2 separate regions of the Gossypium hirsutum genome follow, and region 2 is linked to region 1. Evidence: chromatin contacts called from public Hi-C data. All regions are on one chromosome and are shown on one strand. The core of a region is the stretch at or near the end of the contact, and the rest is flanking DNA. Distances in the headings are between cores, read along the strand shown. Region 1 holds the start of LOC107918056 (telomere repeat-binding protein 3). Region 2 holds the start of LOC121225549 (protein phosphatase 2C 37).

Region 1 (3,898 bases), core at 591-3,090:
CTTAGAAGAGGCAGTTGTAAAGGTGGGGTTGGATATGGTTGATGGTGAAAAGAAGGCGGCTTTGGAGGCAAAATGGATGAAATTGCAAGTCGCGCAGCTGGAAGCGTATGCGAGGCGAACTGAATTTGTTGCTGAGCAAGCAAAGTTGTTGCTGAAATATTACAAGTCTGAAGACAAATAGTGGTTATTATGCATAGAGAGTAACTTATGGAGTTCTATCTCTGTTAAGCATATTTTGTTATGTTAATTGCTTAATCCTTTTTTATTTCTGTCTCATTTGTTTGTCTGTCTGCCGCAAGCCTCAATTGGCCTTGATTCGGTGCTTACTTTGCTCCATAAACTGCTGCCGCTGCCATATCTCTTAAATTTGTCCTCCTTTAATCAGTTCGCTGATACTTGCTTCACCTCCCAAGTATTGCCATTTTGCTGCCATTTACCAAAGATTCCTGCTAAATTAGGTATTTCCTCACTTGTAAATCAAGCTGCTATTGGTCACCTTTTGATGTTCCGAAATGGGTGCACTTCGTTTGTGCATATCAGCGACTGAACATGTTCAGAAATCTGCTGCTATTTGGCTTAAACCTCCCCATCATTTTTGTTCCATTACCATTCAATTTGTTTTAAAATTTAGACCATAAATTTAAATGTTAAATTCACTACTTATTTTAAATTTTAAATTAAAAAATGTAAGATAAATTTAAATCAAAATTGATAATTTATTACATTACATGGTATTGAAATTTAAGGTACTAAAGAGCTTATATATTCAAATTTTAATTTTAAATTTTAACAATTTTATCTAAATATAAAGGGTTAACATGTAAATTTACCACTATATTTTATTTTGATTAATATTAATATTTATCATTACACTTTAAGAATATGATTAAATTTACCGCACAACATTTATGTGACTAAATTTTACCCCTAAAATTTTATGCTATTAATCTTGATTTTTAATTTTATATATAGAAGTAACTTAGGTTTAAAATGGATATTTACTTAAATATATAAATCAAATTAAATTGCTTTGTAATAATATCATATATGTAATCAGATCATCAAGGTAATATTAAATTTAAATATTTTTACATCATATATATATTTTTTAATTTCTATTCTCTTTCGTTTCTTCCCCTATTTTCCTCCCTTCTTTATTTCTTTTAACGTAAATTTTTTATGTTTTCCCTTTGTTAAAACTAATCCACAAGCTCGCCTCACTCGAAAAAATTAAATTGTTAAAAAAAAACAAAAGTATAAGGACTAGTTTTAACAAATGGAAAACATAGAAAAATTACGTTTAAAAAAATGGAGAAGGGAGAAAAATAGAGGGAGAAAAAAAAGGAAAGTTAAAAAAATATAAAGAAAAAAATTAAATTGCTCAAAACGAAAAAAATATAGGGATCAATTGTATAAATTAACATAAATTTTGTTTAAAATGATTATTTATTGTACCACGTCAGCTTACGGTTACACTGTTAACAACAATTAAGGGTTCAGTGACTAAAATACTATAACGTAATAATATAATCTGAGACAAATAAAAGTGACTATTTTAATAGTTTACCCTTAAAATATTCCTTACAAAATACTTCTTACAATATTAACATTTAACGGAAAATATGGGTCTTAAAACAATTGTTTCTAAAATCATGATTGGTCCACGTGGAAGTACTATCTGATTTTTAGATTCAAAGAAAGGAATTAAGAACCGGTCACAACTAGAGCGAAGGGGAGGGGTTTTAGTTACCTTCTATTGCCGGTAAACCATCTCTAATTGACCGGTCGATCCGGTTTTGTGCTCAAAGTTATATGGGTTTAAGCACTTTGTCTTCTATTTATTTATTTTCTTGGTGGGTTTTCTTTAAGGGGGTTTTTGTCTTAAAATTTCTTCACCATCCGAAACCACGTCAATCTTAAAAAAAAAAAAAAGGATCTTGTTTCAATGAATTTCAATTGAATTTAGTTTGGGATTTTTTGAAATCCCTTATCTTTGTTTCTCAATAATTTTTTCAAGGACTTTTCCCAGGAAAATTTTCATTAAAAAAAAAAATTCTTTTCTGTATATATGTATATTGAGATTTAAGAAACTGGAGATCATTTCAATTTAAAAGGTGAGCTATTGGTTTTTATTTTTACTTGAATTCTTGGTTTCTTCCTTTTTTCATGGGAGTGAGTTCTTTTATTACATTGAATTATGCCAAATGATGAAGCAAAATGTGTTTTTCACAAGTGAATTTCGATTTCAACTGCTTATGGATCGAGATCTGTTCTGGGTTTTTGTCTTTGGATTCATGCCAAATTTAAAACTCGAGGTCAATTTCGAGGTTTATGGGATTTTGTTGTGTGTTTAATGATTCAAGTTCTTGATTGACTTGGAGAGTTTTTCAAGCAATTTAATGCTACTTGAGGAAATTAATTTTAACGGAATTTTGATTTTTTTTTATCAAAGTTAACGCAACTATGATCTTCTCTTGTGTACTATTTTGGGTTTTGATATCTGAACTGATTGGTTCATTCTTTTAATTTTATTTTTAAACTCTGGCAATTTGATTTCAGTTTTCTTTAATTTTGTTTTCTGGGGTTTATGTTTTTCTTCTCCTCTTCTAGATCTGCTGATCTGATTATTCCTTGACAAAGACAAATAATTTGATTCCTTTCTGTAAACTAATTATAAGGTTTGTGCGATTATCTTTGTAATTGTGCTGATATATGCTCTGTTTTTCATTTTTGGATTGGCTTACATACAGAGAATTTGAATCTGGAGAGATTAAATTATCTTTCTGATTGATGAGTTGGATTGTCATACATGCCTGAGATATGGTGTTTAAGAAGAGGTTAGATTATGGATTTAATGCCTTTCGTGTCTCGAATGTACCTCGAGCCCCTCGATCGATTCGGGTATGCCTTTTTTGTATCATTTAAGGATTTCTGTTGATATTCTGCTAGCTTTGATCATGTTGAATTTTCTTCCAACTTGATTAATAAAATGACGGGTTTTTTTTCTGGGGTTTCAGAAGAGGGACCGGACTAAGAGGGTGGTTGAAGATGGTCGAATATGCGCATTTGAATTGTTAGCTTCATTAGCTGGAAAGCTACTGGAGGAGGGTGAAAGCTCTGCTTCTAGCAATGCATCTGCAGGACATGATCATGTTTCTATAGGTAAAGATGTTAAACTGGAAACTCGATACGATGATAAACCGTTGAAAACTGAATGCGTCGGGCATGTAAGCTGTGATGCGAGTGTTGTTACCTCTGATTGGACCACTGAAAACAGTGACAATTCGAAGGAACCTAAACATTCTGAAAACAATGCTATTCTGGAACCTACTTTGACAAAGGCACCTCCTGCTTGCTCAGTGCAAATTAATGATGATTTAAAGTATACAATTCAGAAATGCAATGTAGGATATGGGAGCTTTCCTGGTAATTTAGATGGTTGCTCCCCTAATTTTGGGGAGTTGTGTGATGGTATCAGTGAGAATGGTGTTAAACGAGAGGTAGAGACTAATAATTACCCCACAATGGATCCATTAGAAGTGTCTATGACATTTCCTGCACCCATTAATTCCGAAAGAGATGTCAAATTGCCATCACGTAGTGATTCTGTTCTTAATGCTTCTTTTTCAAGGCATAGGAATGATATTAAGTTAGGTAGTAGAGATGATGATGAAAAATTTTCTAGGTTTAATAAACTTAGCAACAGGTTTAAGGTTTCTAGGCCTGCAACATGTATCGAAGACCGAAGAATAAGGAAGTTGCTAACATCCAAATACTGGAAAGCCGCTCCAAAGTTGAAGGATTTTGAAGATTCTCGAGCTGGTAAGTGTTTCGAATGGTTTTAGGATTCATAGCATGCTTCTTTGTATATTTTCCATTTGTAACTGTAGTTCATTTA
Region 2 (3,898 bases), core at 696-3,195, 130 kb after region 1:
TTACATAAATTTACATAAATTTAAGATTTTATTGATTTTAGGTTATAAAAGATATAAACGAGTTTGCATTACATATTTACATAACTTTTTCCCCCTTTTACTGTAAAAAAAATATAAACGAGTTTGCATTACATATTTACATAAATTTGAGATTTTATTGATTTTAGGTTATAAAAGATAAAACATATTAAAACGGGTATTGTAGAGTAAAGATTGAGAGTGATAATTCGGTGCTGGTATTATTCAGAATGGGCTAATAGCAAATAATATTAGTAGTGAAATTAGACTCATTCAAGACTGGTGTTTTAAGGATTGGGAAGTGAAGCTTTGATAGATATTGAGAGAGAGTAATAGTGTGACAGATCGTATTGCAAAAAAAGTCTAAGGTGAAATGGAGCATTTGATTATTCACAAGGAACTACCAAAGAGTGCGAGGAGTTTATTAGATTATGACAACCATTGCACTACATACCCATTGTTTGACGGCAACTAATTCTACTTTAATCTTAGCTTAAAACTTTATTCTTTTATCTACCAAAAAGAAAGACAAAACATATTTTATTGATTTTATGTTATATAATATCCTCCAATTTTTTATTTTTTATTTTTTATTTTTGTAATTTGTTTTATCATTTTTCAACTAAATTCGGGGTTTAAGTATCTATAGATGGTATTAATATTTATGTTGATTAAATTTTATTTATTATTGATTAATATATTTTTTAAAATTCTATTTGAATTTATTTTTGAGAGAATATTAATAATTTTTCATAAAAAGATAAATAGTTGATGGTTTATAAATAAATATCGATAATTTTTTTAAACATAATTATTTAGAGACTATAAGCCTTAAATTCAAAACCTTAAACTTTAAATCAAAAAATTATTAATATTTATTTATAAATTCTTCGCAAATAATGAATTATGTTATTATTCATTGTGCCTAAGATATTATTTTTTTAAATTTTCACCTGGTCGATTTTTGGTACATTGGCAATGTACTTTTTTTTTATTCCATTAGTATTAAAAAAATTGACATGCTTATCTTTCCTTCAAATATTTATTTCTTAATATTCTATTATACCCTTATAAGACACTTGTCACCCTTTGATTTTTCTTTTTGTAAAGTCTAAAAACTCCATAAGCGATCTAGGATAATGCCAAGTGTCCATTTTAATTATTTGATTATTATTTTATTTGGCTATTATTGGTAGTGTATTTTTTTATTCTACGAATAATTTTAAAATTTTGGCATGTATCCTCTTATAAAAAAATATTCATTTTTTTAATATTTTATTATATTTTTTTTGGACACTTATTAACCTCTAATTTTACTTATGGAGTCTATACCAAATATTTTTTTTATTTTATTATATTCTAAAAAACAAATGGGATTAATTTGTTTTACTCGATATAGGATAATAACCCAATTTAATAGGAATAAATTTAAATAAACGGTTGAATGCAACGTAATGCTTTTAACTTATTTTTTATCTTACATTATAAAATCGCAATAATAACTATCCCTGCCGTCACCATTATTTTTACACTCATCCAAATTCACCCGTAATAAAATATCTTTAGTGTTTGGTAGCCGTTTAAAACCCAATTATAACTGAAATGAGAAGCGTTTAAGAGAAATACAAGTCCGTCCCCATTCTCCACATACGTGTCAGGAAAAAGGGCACGTCACTTCAATAACTCGCCTTCTTCACTGATTGGCCCACATGTCTATATACACGTGTCCTTCACTGAATGAAACTGATCAAGTAGACGGTGCAGATTTACCTTCTTGTATTCAGTAAATAGACGTCACACAAATTGTACGTGTCGGGTCAGTTTACCCGAACGGTGACGGTCACACTGCCCGAGCCTTAGGTGTGGCCCCCACCTTAAACTAGTGCTCTCAGTACAAAAAGGCCAAAGCTCTCTCCGTGCCTCCCTGCCATTTTTATGGGTCCTTCCCCTTCCTCTTCCCCTTCCCTTTCGATCTGAAATTAGAAAAAGAAAAATAGGAATCTGATTTTGCAAGGAAGCTTTGTTCATCACTGAAGAACGTTTTCAAGTAACTTAGTAGCAAAATGGCTGGAACTTACTGTGGAGTTGTCGGAGAAAGTGAAGCGGCGGCAGCTACGGTTGAGCCAAAGTTAAGAGCTTCTCGCCGTCGGATATTAGAGCTTCGTCCGTTTAAGATAGTAGCTGACGCTGCTGTTCAACCACCGTTAGAGAACGATCGGAAACGCCATAAGCTCGATCGCAATCTATTCCTACCGGTATCTTCTCGGGATTGTGATAACGCGGTTCAAAACTCAAAAGATCACGGATTTAAGAACGAAGGTCTATTTTCTAATGGAACAGTAAAATTAATGATTGAGAAGTCCATGGAAGATGAAAAGGAACGGCCGAAGTTCGGAATGGCTTCTGTTTGTGGAAGGAGACGAGATATGGAAGATGCTGTTTCGATTCATCCTTCGTTTTGTAAACAAAGCTCTCAAGTTCAAATTTCGTCGGATATTCACTTCTTCGCCGTCTTCGACGGCCACGGCTGCACTCATGTACTAAATCGAATCTTGAAATATTTCTTAAATTCAATTTTATTAACAAAATTTAATTAGTTCTGTTATAACTGATTTATTTTCTTTTTTTTTTTTAGGTTGCGATGAAGTGTAGAGATCGGTTTCACGAGATAGTGAAAGAAGAAGTCGAAGCATGCGGCGGTTTGAAGGCGGTGGAGTGGAAGAATACGATGGAGAAAAGCTTTGAGAGGATGGATGAAGAAGTTAGAGAATGGACAGTAAACGCCAAGGAGAGTTCTACCTGCCGATGTCAGCTTCGAACTCCACAGTGCGACGCCGTTGGATCCACCGCCGTAGTTGCTCTAATCACCCCGGATAAGATCATTGTTGCTAATTGCGGTGATTCTCGCGCTGTTTTGTGTCGAAATGGTGCCGCTTTCCCCCTCTCCGACGATCACAAGGTGAGACATTTTATTCTTTATTTCGAGGTTTTTAATTTAGAGTGTAATGACATTTAATATTTTTAATGTTTTTTTTTATGAATAAGATAAGGAGATATTTATTTATCAATAAATTATATATTTTTTAAATAAGATATTTAAATTATCATATTTATTTTTATTCAAAATATCTAAAAATTAATAAATAAATAATTTTTAAAAAATCAATATTTATTTTTATAAAAATTAATCATATTCCGTATTTATATTTACTGATTTATCAAACAATTTTTTTTAATAATATGCATAAATTTTTAGCACTCTTTTTTAATTTTGTGTACTGCCATATTATTCGATTGTAGCCGGATCGACCCGATGAATTGCTCCGAATAGAAGAAGCCGGTGGCAAAGTAATTTATTGGGACGGCCCTAGAGTTCTTGGTGTTTTAGCCATGTCTAGAGCAATTGGTAAGTTTTTTTTTTTTTTAATAATTTTTCCCTTTTTTCCTTTTCTAAACTTTCGTTTATTTTTTTTTTAATTTTCTATCGATTTGATTTTTGCAGGTGATAATTATTTAAAACCGTTTGTTATACCAAAGCCTGAGGTGACAATAACAGAAAGAAGAAGTGAAGACGAGTGTTTGATATTAGGAAGCGATGGGTTGTGGGATGTAGTGACGAATGATATGGCATGTAAGGTGGTGCGTATGTGTTTATGCGCAAGAAAATCATCATTTGCACCGGGATTTTCAGGTAATGAGATGGCGGTAAAAAATGGTGCACTCGAAAGTTTTGATAAACAATGTTGGGATGCTTCTGTTTTGTTAACGAAGTTGGCCTTGGTTAGACATAGCGCGGATAATGTCAGCGTGGTGGTTGTTGATTTAAAGAAAAATCAACAGGCGAATTAATTGGGAAGAAATCATTCAATTAAAAATTACA

The links. A called contact is a pair of places that touch in the nucleus more often than the background predicts.
Region 2: a contact with region 1 is called in a Hi-C map of leaf, with 2.5 times the contacts expected there. The contact joins the promoter of LOC121225549 here to the promoter of LOC107918056 in region 1. A contact is called at or near these places in 3 of 34 Hi-C or Micro-C datasets (hypocotyl, leaf and petal).

The regions. Positions count from the first base shown.
Region 1 is chrD13:1,804,503-1,808,400 of Gossypium_hirsutum_v2.1, forward strand. It overlaps LOC107918056 (telomere repeat-binding protein 3), which reads left to right and starts at 1,841. Exons shown (of 10, transcript XM_016847556.2): 1 at 1,841-2,114; 2 at 2,751-2,901; 3 at 3,018-3,822. The coding sequence starts at 2,821. LOC107917260 (probable transcription factor At1g61730) reads left to right here. Exons shown (of 2, transcript XM_041109894.1): 2 at 1-241. The coding sequence ends at 181.
Region 2 is chrD13:1,933,691-1,937,588 of Gossypium_hirsutum_v2.1, forward strand. It overlaps LOC121225549 (protein phosphatase 2C 37), which reads left to right and starts at 1,946. Exons shown (of 4, transcript XM_041109897.1): 1 at 1,946-2,555; 2 at 2,654-2,977; 3 at 3,319-3,424; 4 at 3,521-3,898. The coding sequence starts at 2,082. The coding sequence ends at 3,867.